Linked DNA regions of Rattus norvegicus: region 1 is linked to region 2. The links are chromatin contacts, called in public Hi-C maps. All regions are on one chromosome and are shown on one strand. Each heading gives the region's core, a stretch centred on a gene start, on an enhancer-like site or on the middle of the called end of the contact. The rest is flanking DNA. Distances are from core to core; before and after follow the strand shown.

Region 1 (4,030 bases), core at 1,474-3,973, 120 kb before region 2:
GTTATCAGAGCTGGAGTGATGGCTTGCCAGTTCAGAGCACGCACTGCATTTACCTAGGACCAGAGCTTAGCTTCAAGAATGCCTACCTCAAGCAGCTCATAACTGCCAGAAACTCCAGAGCCAGGGGGAGCCACTGCCACTAGCCTCTTTGGATAACTACAACCATGTACACAGACTCACACAAAACAGATAACCTTAAAAAAATAAAGTTATCAAAAGCAAGGTTTGAGGGTTTTTTTGTTTGTTTGTTTGTTTGGGTTTTTGGGTTTCTGAATCAAGATGTCAGGTAGCCCAGGATGGCCTTGAACTTGCTGTATAGCTAAGTCTAGCATACTACTCTTGATTCTCAGACTTCTTCTTGCAGAGTGCTGGAATTATAGCGTGTGCCATCAGGCCCAATGAAGAACTGGCTGTAGTCTAGCACTTAACCTGATGGAATGCTCATGTGCTCCGTGGTTCACGGTGTAGGACACAGTATTCGCCAATAGGGGGTTCTCTAAGATTAGGAAACATGATGGTCAACGCTCTTTCTGAAAGAGGGGAGATGTGCTAGCTAGGGTCTGACCACAAACAACACTCATACTGAAACAAGTGAGTCTTGGTGTCATTTTCAAAAAGTAAGGTCTCTTGTGGGCACTTGACTTCTCGTATTCCAATGAGTACACACCAAGTATGCTTACTGGTACTATTCCTGACTCCAGAGACTTCAAATGAGGAGGCATGGCCCTCAACCTCAATCGTTACACGGACGATGAGAACACACACCTAAACACACATGGCGAAATGGCACACTCGTGCACACTCACACACTCTCACACACACACGCACATATACACAAGTACAGAGAAAGAGGGGGGGCAGGCAGACAGAGTGGGAGAGGGAAAGAGAAAGAGAAAAAGACTTCATCCGTGAAAGTTACCTCTTAGAAGTAGCTTTTAATCTTAAGCTACTAGAGAAAAATTAATTTGAAAACTAAGTAGAGGGTTAGTTAAGAGAGACAAACTTGTTAAATACAAATGTTTTCATTGTTGTAGACCTTACAAGATAAACTTTCCCAAAGTGAAAAGTGTATTTAAAACTGAAGACAATTTTTCAAAACAAAACATATTTTTAATATATCAAAACTCAAATTCTTTCACATATTTTTAACTTTAGGTTAAAGGAGATAATTACCAAAGAGAAAGGATGGGGAAAAGAGAGAGGAAAAGCAAAGTGTGTGTGTGTGTGTGTGTGTGTGTGTGTGTGTGTGTGTGTGTGTGTGTGTGTGTTGGGGGAGGGGCTAGAATATAAATGAATCTTGAAGTTCCAGTTTGAATTCTTGGTACTGCTAAGACCAAACAAGAAGCAGTGTAGAAAGCAAAGTCATCCACAGACTAAAGTCAATTTCCTTTTGCATAAAGCTGGGTTTTTTTTTTTTTTTTGGTTTGTTTGTTTTATTTCTGCCATTTGTAACAAAATAAAATACTAACACTTTTTAAGCTAAAATAATGGAAAAGTGTACATTTTAAATGATGAGGTAGACAACTATTAAAATTAATTACAGAATAAGATTACACAGATTAGCAAGATGTTGTATTTAGGTAACTTTATTTTTTGGTTGAAAAGAGCCAGAAAGGTTGAATAACAATTCAAATAAACCCAGTAACCCATTTCCAATCCAGGGTGTAATGCAGCATGAATCTACCACAGACAACACCTTCCAGGGGACAGGCATTCTTCCTCCTTACAAACTCAATAGCCTTAGTTAGTCGTCATGTCTGATTTATTATATCCCAGGTTACTGCCAAAGAGGTTGAGGTCTAGAGTCTTCATCTATGTCTATGTGGCTCAAGGTCAGAGCATGGAACAGGAGTGACCAGCACAGGGGCACAGGAAGTACACCGTTCACACTGGAGCATACAGATCACTTCGGAGATGAATGGCGAAGGACAGCCATCCCTAACTACCATTAGTCAAGACAGAGACATGTAAAGAGCCGCCCTGACTCCTGTCAAAATTGGGCCTAAGGAATCAAGGTTCCTCTTCTCTCTTTCAAGCACATTAGCAGTCCCCACAAGCAATCCTACAGTCTGAGGCCAGCCGCTCAGACTAAATTATATCCTCTGTATAATGAAGGCCATGTCTGCGGTTAGCTCCGTCGGTGAGCACAGTCTCAGATAATCACCACGTGATCCCTTTCTCTCAGCCAGTCATCTCGACACCCTGCGAGTCAGGACTGGTGTGCTAGTCTCCATTCTATCCCAGATCAGGAGACCTGTTACTGACAGCCATGCCTTTTAGATTGTTTTCATGATCCTTGTAACGCTCACTCCCCATTAGATTTTAAATCACTTTAGAAATTTGTGGACACTGTTCTGACCTCTCTGAGACAAGCAGAAAGGGATAGACATATATCTCACTTGATACAGTGCTTCACACACACACACACTTTTCTGGGAACTTTGTAGATTTTTCATAGTCCGGTGTGAAACTGTGATCCAATAATCATTTTAAAACATATTTAGAAGATTCCCGGCAGAGCACTATAAGAGACTATTTCACAGTGTGATTTTATTGGATATAGGAAATACATATAAATTGAAGGGAAACAGTATTTTTCAGAAAGTTAGCCATGTCATCGTCCTATGTGACAAGCTTTTAAAAAGGGATTTGTAATAACTTGTCACCTAGCAACTGTGACAAACAGCTGGTCCAGCCCTCGCACCTATAAATATGTTTTGGCCTAGAGACCTTTCATTCTCGGCGAGTGACTCAGGGTCTCATGCTCACGGCTGGTGACCATCTGTTGATGCTAATTCCTGTTGAATTTTTCTTAGAAAGGTCAGTCAATATCTGGTTACAGACTTGAACATTTCTTAGTGTAACGTGTCGGAATTTTTTTTTAAATCCTCTGGAGACTTGCTGTGCCCTCTGTGAGTGAATATGTGTAGGGAGAGGAACAAAATAAGAACAGGGAAATGTCTCTCTCCACGACGCAGAATTAGAGCCGTGACGGAGCAAATGGGATGTGTCAACTGGAGGATTAAACAAGCAAGCAGAAGATTAAACAATTCTAGAGCACTCAGAGGAAGCTCTCACTTTCTCAGACCAATTAGCCAAGGGGCAGCTTCTCCCAGGGGCAGAGAGGAAGAGGCGTCAGCTCAGGGCCTGTTTTTCCTACCCATTGTAGCTGAGCCCCACCTTTTTAGGGCAACTTAGTGTTCTGTTCAGACCCCTCATACACGCACACACACACACACAAACATGTACACTTACACAGCCTCACTCATGCATGTACACATACCTCTCTGTCTTCCTCCCTCCCTAATTTGAAAAGGAGCAGTAATTGGCCACTCTTTGAGACTATCCTTCTCCTTGTATCTCAAACTACACAGTGCCACTTTGGGGCAGGGAGGTACTGACTATCTAATCCATCTCCTAGAAGGAAGCTTTCTTCTGCTAGCTGTGAGATTCTTTGGAAGTGTCCGAGGATAAGATGCCAGCCGCTTTCAACATTCCTGCCTTTGTTAGTGTTTAATAACTAAATTCTATAAGGCAAGGGCCCAAGCAAGGAAATGACCTTCCCAAGTAGAAGACAAGCACTCAATTGAGGACAGGTTGACGACTAAGATGCCCTTCCTTCTTGAATACCAGCGCCAAGATTTGATTCAATCACTTCACTGTCCCTAAGCAGGAAAAGACTTCCACTATATCCTCAGAGGGCAGATAAAAATCAGAGTGAAGAAACGGGCTTCACGGAAAGCAAACTGTCATTGTGGAGCAACTTTGCTAGCTTCGCATTCTATTTGATCTGTAGTTGCCAGCAAATTACAGTCCCGGATCTACTGCAGTTGGGCTCAAAAGTAAATGTCTGTTCCCTGCTTTTTTGACCTTGGGTTTACTTGTATGATACTGGTGGCAATTTTTTTTTAAAGAACATGTTTCTTAGAATTGAAAAAAAAATTAGTTAGCAACATAATTCCTGATTTTGCTCGTTAGAGAATAGACTGGGTCTAATCTAAGCCTGAACTGACAGAATTACCGAGTCAGT
Region 2 (4,220 bases), core at 1,660-4,159:
AAGATCCTAACCAACTTCAATCTCTGGCCACTGTTTGTCATCCCATCAGAGTAGTGGGTAAGATGGACTCATGAAAAACATCAAATACTCTTTTTAATTATTTATACAAAAAATAGCTCCAACAATGGTTCTGAAAGAATATGTCACAGGGAGGCTAGAGAGGTGGCTCAGTCAGGAATGTGCCTGTCACTCGAGCACTGAGCTCCCAAGGACTACATACAAGCCAGGAGAGATAGCGTGTGAAAGGGCTAGAGACAGGCAGAGCCCCGAGGCTCAGTGACCAACCAACCCAGCCATGTTTATGAGCTCCAGGGTTAGTAGAAAGCCTGTTGGAAAAAACTAACAAGGGCAATTAAAGAGGCCCTCTGGCTTCTACTACATGCACAAACATAGATGTAGACCAGAACACCCATAAACTCCTCGCATACCCCATACACACACACATGCATACATGCAAGAATACATCACAGGAAAAAATGTTTGTAACTCTTTACATTGTGTAAAATCCATCATATAAAAAGAGCTCCAGTAAGTCAATAAGAAGATCAACGTCCAAAGTAAAGAAACAAACCAGAGTTATAGATAAATAGGCACTGCAGATCATGGTGTCCTTGAACGTAAGAAAAGCAATCAATCTTAGACAAATGCAAATTTAAAACCATACCAAAGTGCCCTTTCCACTTACTAGATTTACAAGAGTAAAACACTTTTCAAAAGCTTCTTGGCAAGAGTATAGAGGAGCGCGCTGTCACACTCACTGGTGAGCAAATGATCTGGCAGAACCCCAACAACAGTATGGTGGTCAGACCCACAATACAGAGACATCCATCAAAATGCAAGGGCACATGCCCCCTGACCCAACTGTTTCTCTTACCGGACTCACCCTTTAAAAGGTTTCAGATATACAAAATGATACACAGTACAAGACTCAGCTGTCACATTCAAAATGCACATGCTGGAAACTACATCTTAGGAGGTGGGTTCCATACTCTTGGAAAAGAATTCTATGCATTGACAAAACAAGGTGTATTCAACAAGGCACCAGCCCTTAAACGAAGAATCCTTACTATGCCAGCCCACAGTTTGCACAACACAGAGAACTTCTGCTGAAACAGGCACTATAAAAAAAAAAAAAAAAAAAAAAGGCCTCAGAGAGCAAGCTAGCAGCCCCTGTGGCCTCTGGGAGGAAGCTGGAGAGCTGGGATGGGCGTGGGAAAGAGATTTTCAAAGAGAGAAGATTTTCAAAGTGTTTACATTTTTGTACCTTCAAGCTTTAGAACTGTGGTGTTTTTTAAGTAAATAAAACTTTAAAATCTAAAACATGTTGCTTATTAGTAAATAATTGAGACACAGCCCTAAGACTCAGTATCCTGCCCAGTCTAGCACAACATAATATAACCTCTTTATTTAAGGGCCAAGGTAACTTTACAACAGGATAGAGACCTGGGATAAACTTCAGAAACAGCAACACTGGGAGACCCAAAGTTAATTAACATCCACAGACAGCAACAAGACACAGCTCGTTTTCAGAGTAAACCAAGACCAGCAGGGATCTGAAGAAAATCCTTCACGTTGCTCAAGTTATTAATCTAGAAAAAAAAAATAACAGGCTACGGTCTCTTTGTATGCATTTATTTATTTCCCAACTTTGGGGTTACGAAATCTACGTCCTGTGAATAGGTACTTGTTAGCGAAACTGCTTATTCCGTACTTCGAGGGCTATGCATGTTATGAAGACACTTAGCAAACAAAGGTTTTTCTTCGCCCTTGATGAACTAGTACCAGACGAAAACGCTCATCATTCCGCGGTGGAGCCGGACACTGCCTGATGCTTACCTAGGCAGAACACTTTCTGGTGAGGTAAACCTGTTGATTGAGGGGCTACTTAAAGAAAATCCCCCGAATATTCCCTCTGGGGTTTGCCTGAAATTACTACCCATCCCCACCTATCCTCCACCCCCACAGCTATGCAATCTTGGGGCGGGGCGATGTACCTAATCCACCTGTTTGTTTACCTCCTTCTTTCTCATCTGGGATCAAAGACAGTAAACCCTACCCTCCAGGGAAAAGAAAAACAAATCATTCGCTGTCCATCTCTGGTGGCTGACGAAGGTAGCAGTGCTCAGAGGATACCTAAGGTGGTCCAGATATGTCTCTGGGTGCAAAAATTAATTCAAGACCACGGGCCTCTGTACCCCCATACTTGAAAGTACAGGTCAAGACCTGAGAGTTAACAATACCAGGGCCGAAGTTTTCAAGAGCTCTGGAACATCCCTAGATACAGGAGCACACGTGGGTCAGCTGACCATCACCTCCCCTTGGAGACTGGACACCCTCAGCAAGGGTGACAGCCACTCACAGGGAAGTGCGTCTGGAGGAAAGTTGAAGTGGGTGACTACCTGTTTCAGACAGGTGACCAAGCAAGTGGGACCAGACTGTCACTTCCACCGCAGCGACGCCCAGCTCCCCCTCCCCCAGCCAGGCCACATCCGGCCATGGGCGCCCCAAGGTCACCTGCCCTCTGGGGCGCCCCCACCCAGCCCGAGCGCTCACCAGAACAGCAGGTTGGCACCCAGGAAGGCGAGCAGGCTGCGCAGCGGCCTCTTCCAGCTCAGGAGCTCGTCGGCGCGCCAGCCCAGCCACAGCACGGGCTCCCCGAGTAGCCAGGTCAGGGCGGCGGCCACTCTGCCCGCGGCCTCCTCCACCTGCGGCCCGGCGCCCTCCGGCCCTGCCTCCTCCCCGGGAACCCCGGGTCGCGGTTCCTGCTCCTCCGTAGCTGGGCATCCCTGCGTGGCGTGCTCCTCCGGCGCCGGGCTCGCCATCTTCAGCGGTGTTTTGCTGGCGGGGACGGGGATGGGGACGGGGACAGGGAGGGAGGCGGGCGGGCACGCGCGCGCGCGCGCCTGGCGGTGAGCGCCGGGAGAGCAGCGAGGACAACGGGGACCGGTCCGGGTGCAGGGTGCGCACCGCGGGGTGCCGGCGGCTGAGTGCCTTGTGACGTCAGGCCTGGCCGCGCCGGGAAAGAGGGTGCGGTCAAGTTCGTGTAGGGGCGGGGCCGCCCTAGGTCTGGCTGAACATCCTGGGCTGGGCTCCGTGGGTGCGAGCTGTGCAGCGTCCCTGGGGAGCTGGGGACCAACGAAAATAGTCCCTTTTCCCTTCTGGATGAGGGGCCCAGGTAGAGGACTAGCCCCAAGGGGAGTCTGGGCTTTGAATTATAAAAGGAGGAAGGGGGCGCATTCCCACTTTCTCCAGTCACAGCAGACACTCGTCCATCCCTCAGTATTGAAGAAAATAACTGAGTGCTCCTGGCCATGTATTTCCTCACTCAGGACTCAGCACGCCCTTGTCCAGGTCCCTTGCAGGAACAGCCTTCGTAACTGTGTCAGATGCAAACGCTGACTTGGGAAACGAAGAAAAGCACATTTGGAGTCAAGGAAGGACGTCTGGTTTGGCCCTCTGATTTTAAGAGTAAGGACCCACCAGGCCATAGGGCACAGGCTGGTGAAGTCGCTTCTAGTTAAGGGAGCTGAAGGCTCTGAAGTGAGAGTTGTTCTTTGCAGATTGTCAGCGAGCTGATCAGGAAGCAGAGAGGCCAGAGGGTGGCCTGTGGCCCTACTGTGCTAGTGTGCCAAGCTTTGGAGGTGGTTGCTTCGGTAGATCTGTTGTGCGTGTCACAAGGCGGCCTCAGAGGTGGAGAATCCTAGAGCTCCCCATGTGGTTCTCCTGGTTGAATGTTGGAAAGACTAGAATGAAAGACCCTTCTTCAATCCAGAGAGTGCATGCATCAGGGTACCTGGCATCCTCTACTCATACTCTGTATCCAGCCTGCATTCACGGTATGGTTTTGGTGCATTCTCAAAGCAACGAGAGCCCACTGCCTGGGGTTAAGGTTTGTAATGCTAATCTAGATGGCCACTATATACCTCTGTTTCTATGTATGCAAACATTTATTTATACATTGCAGGCTAGATGTCAGCAGTTATCTGAATGTATGTTGTATTTGAAGGAATTACATGTCTTGGATTCACACAAAAGTTTGTTAACCACCTACTACGTGCCTGGTACACCACTGGGTCCTGTAGATGTGGATTCTACCTGCAAGAGATTCACAATCCAAAAGGTGCCGCTTAAAATTGATAATAAATGTGGCAACGGAAATCCTCAGGGCCAAGAGATTTCTCCTTTAAACTGAATCCAAAAATCATGTTTCAGAAGGGTTT

What was found. Hi-C and Micro-C count contacts between places; a contact is called where the count stands out from the background.
Region 1: a Hi-C map of psoas muscle shows a contact between it and region 2, with 1.6 times the contacts expected there. The contact joins the enhancer-like site here to the promoter of Retreg1 in region 2. A contact is called at or near these places in 2 of 12 Hi-C or Micro-C datasets (mammary epithelial cells and psoas muscle).

Annotation. Positions count from the first base shown.
Region 1 is chr2:78,187,489-78,191,518 of GRCr8, reverse strand. All of the region lies in intron 3 of Retreg1 (reticulophagy regulator 1), which reads right to left. It also overlaps the pseudogene LOC134485863. Among named protein-coding and RNA genes, the nearest start is that of Zfp622, 22 kb to the left of the region's middle. Within about 2 kb of position 2,723, at least 20 of the 93 cell types and tissues checked have an H3K27ac peak or open chromatin away from gene starts, as enhancers often do.
Region 2 is chr2:78,064,813-78,069,032 of GRCr8, reverse strand. It overlaps Retreg1 (reticulophagy regulator 1), which reads right to left and starts at 2,909. Exons shown (of 9, transcript NM_001034912.1): 1 at 2,554-2,909. The coding sequence starts at 2,822.